Linked DNA regions of Mustela erminea: region 1 is linked to region 2. Evidence: chromatin contacts called from public Hi-C data. All regions are on one chromosome and are shown on one strand. Each heading gives the region's core, a stretch centred on a gene start, on an enhancer-like site or on the middle of the called end of the contact. The rest is flanking DNA. Distances are from core to core; before and after follow the strand shown.

Evidence for each region. Hi-C and Micro-C count contacts between places; a contact is called where the count stands out from the background.
Region 1: a contact with region 2 is called in a Hi-C map of spleen, with 6 times the contacts expected there. The contact joins the promoter of PDS5A here to the promoter of LIAS in region 2. A contact is called at or near these places in 2 of 3 Hi-C or Micro-C datasets (skeletal muscle and spleen).

The regions. Positions count from the first base shown.
Region 1 is chr2:130,684,445-130,689,192 of mMusErm1.Pri, forward strand. PDS5A (sister chromatid cohesion protein PDS5 homolog A) reads right to left here and starts at 3,099. Exons shown (of 33, transcript XM_032334124.1): 1 at 2,986-3,099; 2 at 1,944-2,121. The coding sequence starts at 2,081.
Region 2 is chr2:130,226,254-130,230,385 of mMusErm1.Pri, forward strand. LIAS (lipoyl synthase, mitochondrial) reads left to right here and starts at 2,133. Exons shown (of 8, transcript XM_032334117.1): 1 at 2,133-2,305; 2 at 3,429-3,601. The coding sequence starts at 2,261. RPL9 (60S ribosomal protein L9) reads right to left here and starts at 2,085. Exons shown (of 8, transcript XM_032334118.1): 1 at 2,014-2,085; 2 at 1,518-1,564; 3 at 1,316-1,431; 4 at 660-755. The coding sequence starts at 1,563.

The DNA.
Region 1 (4,748 bases), core at 1,849-4,348, 460 kb after region 2:
CTACTTTAACCAGGGATCCCTAGAAAGGCCAATTCAAAAACAGACTTAGAAAAACAAGCTCAGGGGCACCTGGGTGGCTCAGTGAGTTAAAGCCTCTGCCTTTGGCTCGGGTCATGATCCCAGGGTCCTGGGATCAAGCCTCACATCGGGCTCTCTGCTCAGCAGGGAGCCTGCTTTCTCCTCTCTCTCTCTGCCTGCCTCTCTGCCTAACTTGTGATCTCTGTCTGTCAAATGAATAAATAAAATCTTTAAAAAAAAAAAAAAAAAAAGAAAAAGAAAAACAAGCTCATTCTAGACTTGGTTACATGTCCATTATACAACGGCATTTCTGACACTCTATCCTCAAGTAGAAAAAGTACATATGGATTATCCATCACTAGAATTCAAGATTTCGTTATTTTTTATATGAAAATAAAAACTAAAAGATACAAATTGCTTACTTAATAGCTTTGCATTTCATAATTTTTCAGCAACACCATTCAATATAACCTTAAAAAGCATCAATTAAGGACCTCGCCTCATGTATAATCTCTAGTATCAAATCTATTTTAATGGAAGGTACTGTGTCCTTTTCCTTCAAAAAAGAGTCAACAAATTGCAGGATCTAATTAGATTTTAAGAACTAAGGTAAAGGAATACTTTAAACATTCATTAAGCACTTACAACATCATAAACATTTAGTAGGCACTATATACTAAGCTCTAGAACAAAGGGGCAAGATCATTCCCTAAAAATACATTTCATCAAGTTGCCCAAGGTAGAAACACTGTCATCATTGTTTCTTCCCTCACCACCCACCAAGTCTGATTGATTCGAACTCTGAAACATTTCTTGGATATTTCCCTACCTCTCTTCCCACTACCATAGCCTAGCTTCAAGATTTCAACATCTTTCACTTACACTTTTACCAGTTTCCTATCTGGATCTCCTGCCTCAAGTCTTTCCCTCTCCTTGCTCCATTCTGGCCCTAGTTGTGACAACCAAAAAATTTCCAGCACTGACAAATGTTCCTGGGGGTCAAATATGCCCTGGCTGAGGGACATCTGGCTGGCTCAGTTGCTTTAGTCCTGGACTCGATCTCAGCTTAGGTCTTGATCTCACAGCCCTGAGTTCAAGCCCTGCACTGAGCTCCACACTGGCCGTGGAGCCTACCTGAATGAAAGGAAGAGGAAGGAAGGAAGAGGGAAGTAAGGAAAGAAAGAAACTGGTTGAGAACCACTGCATCAAGTTGATCCCTTAATAAGAACAGCACTATCTCATAAGGCTGTGGGCACAATCTATGTCCATGCAACAGAAAAAAGGCAAAATGCTGACCAACATAAGGCTGGAACTTACAACCTCAATCTTAAGATCACCATGGCTTAAATAAGCTAACTTAAAAAGAGCTAAAATATTCTCCTGAAAACCCCTTTGAACATGTGGACCTAAATCACCTTACTTCACGTCTGAATTTTGAAGTCAGTACATTCTGTCAAAGTTTAACAATACTAAATTCATATTTAAGCTTCTGGATATTAGAAAATTGCTGACCATTTACTAAAATGGTTTGGTGATAAATCGATCTCCTTAGAAATAAACGGAAATTGGAACCCTCCTAGGCAAGCTATTGCCTCCATTTAAGGTTGTAAGCTACTCTGAACAGCATTCTCGTAAATATTTCTAGAAAAAAAGTTATTTAAAAAGCACTTAAATTCTCATGTTTGAAAAAACAAGAACATTCCTTTTAATTTCCCATGATTATATACCTACAGAACTATTCAAAGATACAGCCAAGAAAGAACAATACCTTTCAGAGAGAGTAAAAAAATGAGATGATAAAATACCTAAAAAAGCCCGGGTAGGTGAAACTGTAAAGGCCAGGCCTAGCAGTGCAGTAATACCACAGGACAGAGCACGCCCTGCCACAAACGTCTGAAGTGTGAACACTGTGTCCAGTCGCTTACCTTCAGTCGCTTGATCATTTCATCCGTGGTGATCTTGTCGGTGATCTCCTTTACCCCCGGAGGGTAAGCGATCTTCCCGTCTGCACTCACGACGCCACAGAGGGCAGTGGCAGGCTTGGGCTGCGCGGTGAAGTCCATCCTGGGGGACAACTTTTCTTTCACAGTCCTCTACCGGCCTCTATCGGTCAGAAAACAAAAGTTCAGCGAGAAAAGGGAGACTTTGTAACCTCTTTTTTCATTTCAAAAATCTCTAATCTGCAAAGGGCCCTTTCTCCGGGAAGGCCGGGGGACTCGGCGGCGGCCCCGCCTCGCGCCCCTCCCCGGGCCTGGACCCTGGTGGCCGTCCCGCCACCCCCACTCCCGCGGGCCCCGCCAGCCCCGCCAGCCCCGGGCCCACGGGGCTCTCCGGCCCCAGCGGCCGCGGGAAGCGCCGAGCAAGCGCCAGGAGTTTCCCATTCCGCCGTTCACAATGAAATCCACCCCCAAGCACCGAGGTCCGAAGTTTGGCAGCATCCCGAGCCCGGCGAGGCCCTCACGGCCCCTGCTCGGTCGGAGAGAAGCTCCGAGTCCCCGCCCGGCCAGTCCTCTCCGGGAAAGGAGACGCGAGGCCTATAGGGCTCGGCTTAGGCCGCAAAACTAGGGACTCAACCCGACCCACACGCAACGGTGGCTCCGGGAAACGAACGCCTTCGCCGGGCCGAGCTTCGGGACCCCCGGCGTCCCCGCCACACTCCCGCCCCTCCCCTGTCCCGCGGGAGGGGAAAACAAGCCGCCCTCCACCCCAAACCCCACGCCAGGAAGCGGCTGACGCGGCTCCGCACTTCACATTTTGTTCCTTCAACTTCGGCGGAGGGGCCCCGGCGGCTTCTCTCGACCCCGACTGCTCGGCGCCGTCCGGCGCTGCCGAGGCCTTACTGGCACCTCCGGGCAGCCCCGCCGGGCCTCGGTCCCGCGCCCCCCCCCAACCCGCCCGCTCTGGTCTCCCCTTCCGTCCCCTCCCTCCACCAACCGAGGGCGGGAGCCGAGCCGCCGCCGCCTTTACCTCCTCCTCCTCATGCGGGCGGAAGGTGCATCGAGCTCCCGGGCCTCTGTCAGGTGGTTGCGCCGCCGCCCCTCGTCGGGCTGCACACAAAGCGGCTCCGCGGGTCCCGCCGCCGCCGCCGCCCGCCCCGGAGCGGCGCTGGGGCTGGCGGTGCCGAGGAGGAGCAGCCGCCGCGGGGGGAGACGCGGGGCGAGTGTGTGCTGGGCGGGGAGACACTGCCGCTCTCCGTCTGGCCGAGGAAGAGCAGCCTCCGAGAAGGCTCCTCCGGGAGCGTGTGCGCCCGTGTCCGCCCGAGACCCCCGCGGCCCGCCCGCCCGCACCTCGCGCCGGCCGGGTCCGCCGACCGGGACCCGGACGCCCCTCGCAGCGGCGCGCGCCCGGCCGTCCGTGCCCCCGGGAGCCGGCCCTTCGCGCACACACCAGCCGGTCACGCGAGCGGTGCGAGAGCACGCGAGAGCAGGGCGCGCGCCTCGCTCCCTCCCCTTCCTCCGCCGGCCGTGCCTCCGCCTCCCTCGGGCCTGAGGCGGCCGCGCGCGGGGCGGACAGCGCCGCCACCCGGTTGGCGCCAAGACTTGTCGCGCGGAGCGCCTCTGGGAGGATTGGACCCAAAGGGCAGGCCGAGGAGGGGCCCCTGTGGCGGGAAGAGAACCCGGTCCCAGAGGCCCCTGTGAGGGCAGGCAAGACGAGATGAGCTTTACGTTACGCCGCGAAGATGAGTTCATGACTTTTGGGGGTCATCCTGAGAGGCATGGACGGAACCGCTTGAAAGACGGTTAATTACTCGGTGAAAATGAACTGATTTCCTCCCCAGGAACAGAAGATCTGCAAACTGAGGAAAAGTTTTACAACATGGCACGACGTGAGCTACTCATTCTTGTTCTTTCTGAAAGCCACAGGAGTTTTTGCCTTCCCCTCTTTGCATTTCTAAAATTAATAGTTTGAAAGATAGAAAATACGAAAGTAGCTTTGAGTCGAATAGTGCTCAAAGAATGGTCTGAAACGTCGGTTCCTGGGCTCCACTCCTAAACCTAGAGAACAAGGATCTCGGAGTGACACCCAGAAGTAAGCGTATTTGCAAATTAGCTAGATGGTTCTTGTGAATATGAAAATAAAAATATTTCTTAAAAAATGTTTTAAATATACCCAGAATAACTTTTTGTTTTATCCAAAGGAACAGCCAATGCAGTGGGTTTGAACAGTTTAATGTTAAAAAAATAAAAAAGGCAAATGAACCTCAGGTGCTCATGTATCAGAAGATGAAGCTGAAAAAAGAATGGAATAATAGGAAATAGCATTCAGCTTTTGAAACTGATCACTACCATAGTTTAAAATTATATTCGGTTGTATTCGATTATTATTTTTGATGAATATCCGCTGGTCTTTTCCACATCCTTTACTTGGTCTGAAAAATATTAAAGGTAATGTACTCACTGAATTGTTTTTCAGATATTACACAAGGGAGCTCTCATCTTGGAATGGAACTGGCCATAGTTGCTCATTTGCTAGAACTACCCAAAAGTCAGTGCTTTGTTCTTGGGCATTTAGAGTAGCAGACAATCCATTTAAGTTCATCTTCATCCAAACAACTGAACTTACCAAAACCTACTCTCTTTTAAGTGCTCTCTCTCAAAGTGGTTTTTTTTTTTAAAATCTGTCACAAATAACAGAAGAGTGATGCTTTTCATTTTCTTTTTTTATCCGAGTAATTTACCCGTTATTAAATGGAATTTTATATATGCTTTTAAGTTTTAATTTTACACAAT
Region 2 (4,132 bases), core at 883-3,382:
GGTATACCAGTATACCAGATGACAACTCAGACAGGCCCTCTACCCTCGAGGAACTAGCCTGGTAGCCAAGAGTAAATAGGGGAAACATGACCCAACTGGCTTATAATGGAGCTGAAGGGTGCCATTATTGAGGCACATTCTGGAAGGACTGAGTTTTAATGTGAAGAAAAACATTTCAGCAAAGACAGCAAAATGAACTTTATCTTAAAGACTTGGGGGAGAGGGAATTGTAAAGAGAATAATGACAACAAAAACACTTTTAGGAAAGTAGACAGGGACCGCTGAAAGGATATCCAGCTTCTTCTGCCCCTTCAAGAGGCGTCTTTGGAGAGCGGCAGGCTAATAAGAAATCAAAACCTATCCTATGTGCTACGTTTCTATATAAAAACAAAACCAAAAACAACACCACACATCCTACCCCCCCCCCAAAAAACACCATTAGCCTACTATCAAGACCATCTGGTCTTCAGTCACATTTATCACTTAATCCTCAAGACCCACAGATGCCGATTATAAACTGCCAAGATCACCCTTCCCCAAATACCTCCATGAACTCCAGGCACAGTCTACTTTCCGCAGCAGACACTCAGGTTGCATGCACGCGTGACAGCAAAGAAGCCTCCCCTCCTGAAAGGAGGCCGTCTGACCCGCCTGCTTACCAGTGTAACCCCCTTGATCATGTTCTGCACGTGACTACAGATGGTGCGAACCGTAGCCAGCTCTTTTCTGTTCCCCCACCATTTGTCAACTCGGAGCTGAAACAGAACAAACACGTCATATGATTCCTTCCTGTAATACAGATGCCTGAGAGAAAAATCCACGTACTCAGGGAATTGCTCTGGATTCGAGCATTAGCCCCCATTAAAGCAATCACGTCTGAAGTCCTCCATTATGATCTTTTTTGATACTAGACGTCACGAAACACATTTCACAAGGGAATGCCAACCCAGAAATACTCATTTTTCAAGTTGCATGCTACTTCACTCCTAGAAAACTAAAACATCAGGCTTCCAAGACCTGCCTGGTCCCTAAAATTCCTAATACCGTGTGGGTGACAGTACTAAGATCCTGATGCTGACGACGACTACGGTACGAACACTGAGCTTTATCATCAGAATTCGCTCTCCCGACCTCACTGAAGCAGTCCCGCCGACACTAGCCACACCATCCCACACCCGATTTCAAGCTAAAACAAGGAATCTCGGTTCTGTCATTCCTACAGCCACCAAATCCGGGGTTACTACATCACTCCCTTCCACCCCAGCCACGGATGGGTCGGAAGGGGAAACAGAACACGACACCAGCCGCATCTCACCCTCTTCTTTTTCTTTCCAAGAAGACTGAGTTCTACGTTGATGTGGTTGAAGTCCCTTCGCAGGGTTCCTCTGGGGCCCTTCACGATCACCGTGCGTCCCTTCAGGGTGATGTCGACTGAAAGAGAGCATCTGTGAGGCCTCGGAACCAGGTACAAAGCAGGCAGTAAAGACCAAAAGGAGCACAAACATCAGGTCTCATACCATTCTCCGGGATGTCGACCGTCTGATTGCTGAGAATGGTCTTCATCCTGAAACACAGACCCCTGCGGTTACGAGGCCGGCGCGGGGCCTGTCTGCGGCCACACCACCCCGCACGGAGCTCCGCTGCCCCCGGAGACCCGCATGCAGAACCCCCGGGGCGGACACAAGACGACCCACCCGGAGAAAGGCCCCCGCCGAGTCCTGCCCAGGAAACCGAGGCTGCTAGACAGGGGCTATGAGCACAGCGGGCGAACTCCCGCTCGGCGCACCCCTAGCAGTCATTACGGCGGCGCCAGCCCCGCAAGGCTGAGGGGTGGGGGCAGGCCCACAAGCCCAATACAGTTCTCGAATCCCAAGGCCGCCAGATCCATATGGCGCTCGCCGCGCCGGGAAACGCCCAACACAGAGGACGCGAGCGCCAGACCCGGACCCCGGGCTTTCCCCGAGCCGATGGCTTCAGATTCCTAAAACTCACAAATTTCCGAAACAACCTCACCTCGCAGTAGATGCGGCAAAGAGAGAGCGTCTTTCGTCATCACGTTCTTGTAACCCGTCTGGGCCCTGCGTATGACGTCATGAGCGCGCGACCCTACCAGGCTAAAGCAGCCAATCGCGGAGCAGCTCAAGTACCGCTGGGTCTGTGGTGGCTCAGGTTCCTCGTCATAAACCGAGCGACGATGTGTTGATCTGTCTTTCCCAGGAATTAGTGATCCCTCGATCCTCCTAGGAAAAAAAAGAGAGGGATGTCTCTACGCTGCGGGGGCGCCGCCTGCACCGTGGGGCCCCGGGTGAGCGGCGGGTCGAGCAGGGTGCGGGCCCGGGGTGGAGGGGCTCCCATCTCTTTATTATTGCGCCCAATAATAAGGCCAGCACTTACTAGCGTTTACTTGAGCTAGACGCTGTTCTAAAAATTTTCATGTAGTATCTCATTTAATTCTACCGACACACGATCGTGTAGAGTCTCTGGTATTGGTTTGTAGGTCTCTCTGGCAGGCGATGAGAGGTTCCCCCCCTCCACCACCCCCCCCCCCGCCAACCCGCCCCGCGTATCAGAGTGATCTGAACCCTGTATTATTAGTTGGAGCTTTATAGGAGCACGGCGTTGAGCACACCAGATTCCTACTTTGTGTTCGGGTCAGTCTTTGTACTAGACACCGGTCTGGGCAGTGAGAACAAAAGCCTGTGTTCTGCCTTTAGAGGCAGAGTGATCCAATGCAGTAGCAATACCGCAGCACCCCAACAGGCATTCTTTTTTAATTGTTGAAGGTTCTCTTGCGTTGCATGTACTGACTTGTGAATTTTAGTGTTTTGGCTATCTTGTACACGTTCGTGTTCAGATCTAGAAGCCAGTGTTTTCTTATGGTCAACAAATGGACTACCGTGTTCAAACATAGAATGTAATCTAAAAAATTAAAACATTAGGTTTGGTTTCCCTCCTTCCAGTTCTTTAAAACCAACTGAGCGTTACCTCTACGTTTTAACACTATGCCTATCCAAAGCCCAGAGAGGAGAGACTTAATGCAAATTTCCTTTCATACGTCCTTGACTCGACTCAAGAGCGGAAAATTCAGAGCTGTGGCATCTCCAGTTATTGCAGTTTAAACTGTATGAAAGACAGACTTTTAGTAGTTAAGTGGGTTACATGAAAGTGTGACATGTTAGCCAGGTCCAAAGGTTTCCAGATCTGTTGTATCTCTAGCAGTAAACTGTTAGCTCCCATTCTCTTTTAGGTTTCCTTTGTTCTTGAGACTTAAATCCTAGATTCTGAGCTCCTACACAAAGCTTTTAAATTGTTCGACATAATTTCTGTATCATTTCTCTGGTTCTACCCTCACTTTTAGGTATTAAAGGAGGTTCCAACTAAGCTACTTCAAATTTCACTAAAAACATGTCCTAATGAACTCTCTTTAGATATTTGGAAGATATTTATGCAGTCCAGTCAGAGCAGTAAGTTCCTTGCCAGATAAAAAAAAGGAATTCTTACAAAATGGACCAGACCTTCAAGATTTTTTATCTGGTGATCTTGTGGACAAGAGCAAGTGGGATGAATATAAAGGAAACTTAAAACGCCAGAAGGGAGAAAGGTAATTGAAATTTTGAGATAAATTCCTTCATTGTGCATTATATTCACGTATAACCAAGCCCTGGATTATAAATTAAATCAGACTTGGCAAATTGAGCTAAAAATCATTAGAAGTGATACAGACATAGAACAGGTAAATAGCTGAAATTGTTGGAATCCTCTGTGCCTTTTGATAGTTGTTCTTCAGTCTTCCTAGGACCTAGCCATCCCATTGTGCATTCAGCATAAAATTTCTGCATAGAGCAAACATTATCACCTTGCTACTAGTCGATTTGATCTTGATGAAATTACCATTGTTACTGCGTATTGATGATCTAACTTGTTGCTTCTATGTACATATGTCCTACGGATACCTTGCCTTAATTCAAAAGAATGGTGAGGGAATTTCACAGAGGGCAGATTGTTTTGGGAGAGACCTTACCCAACAACTTTTACTCCACAAGTGGATATAAGTCAAGGGGAACCTGAGGAAACATATTCTTCTCTCCAAATTTTAGATTTTTTTCAGTAATAACCATCATAAATCTAGAAT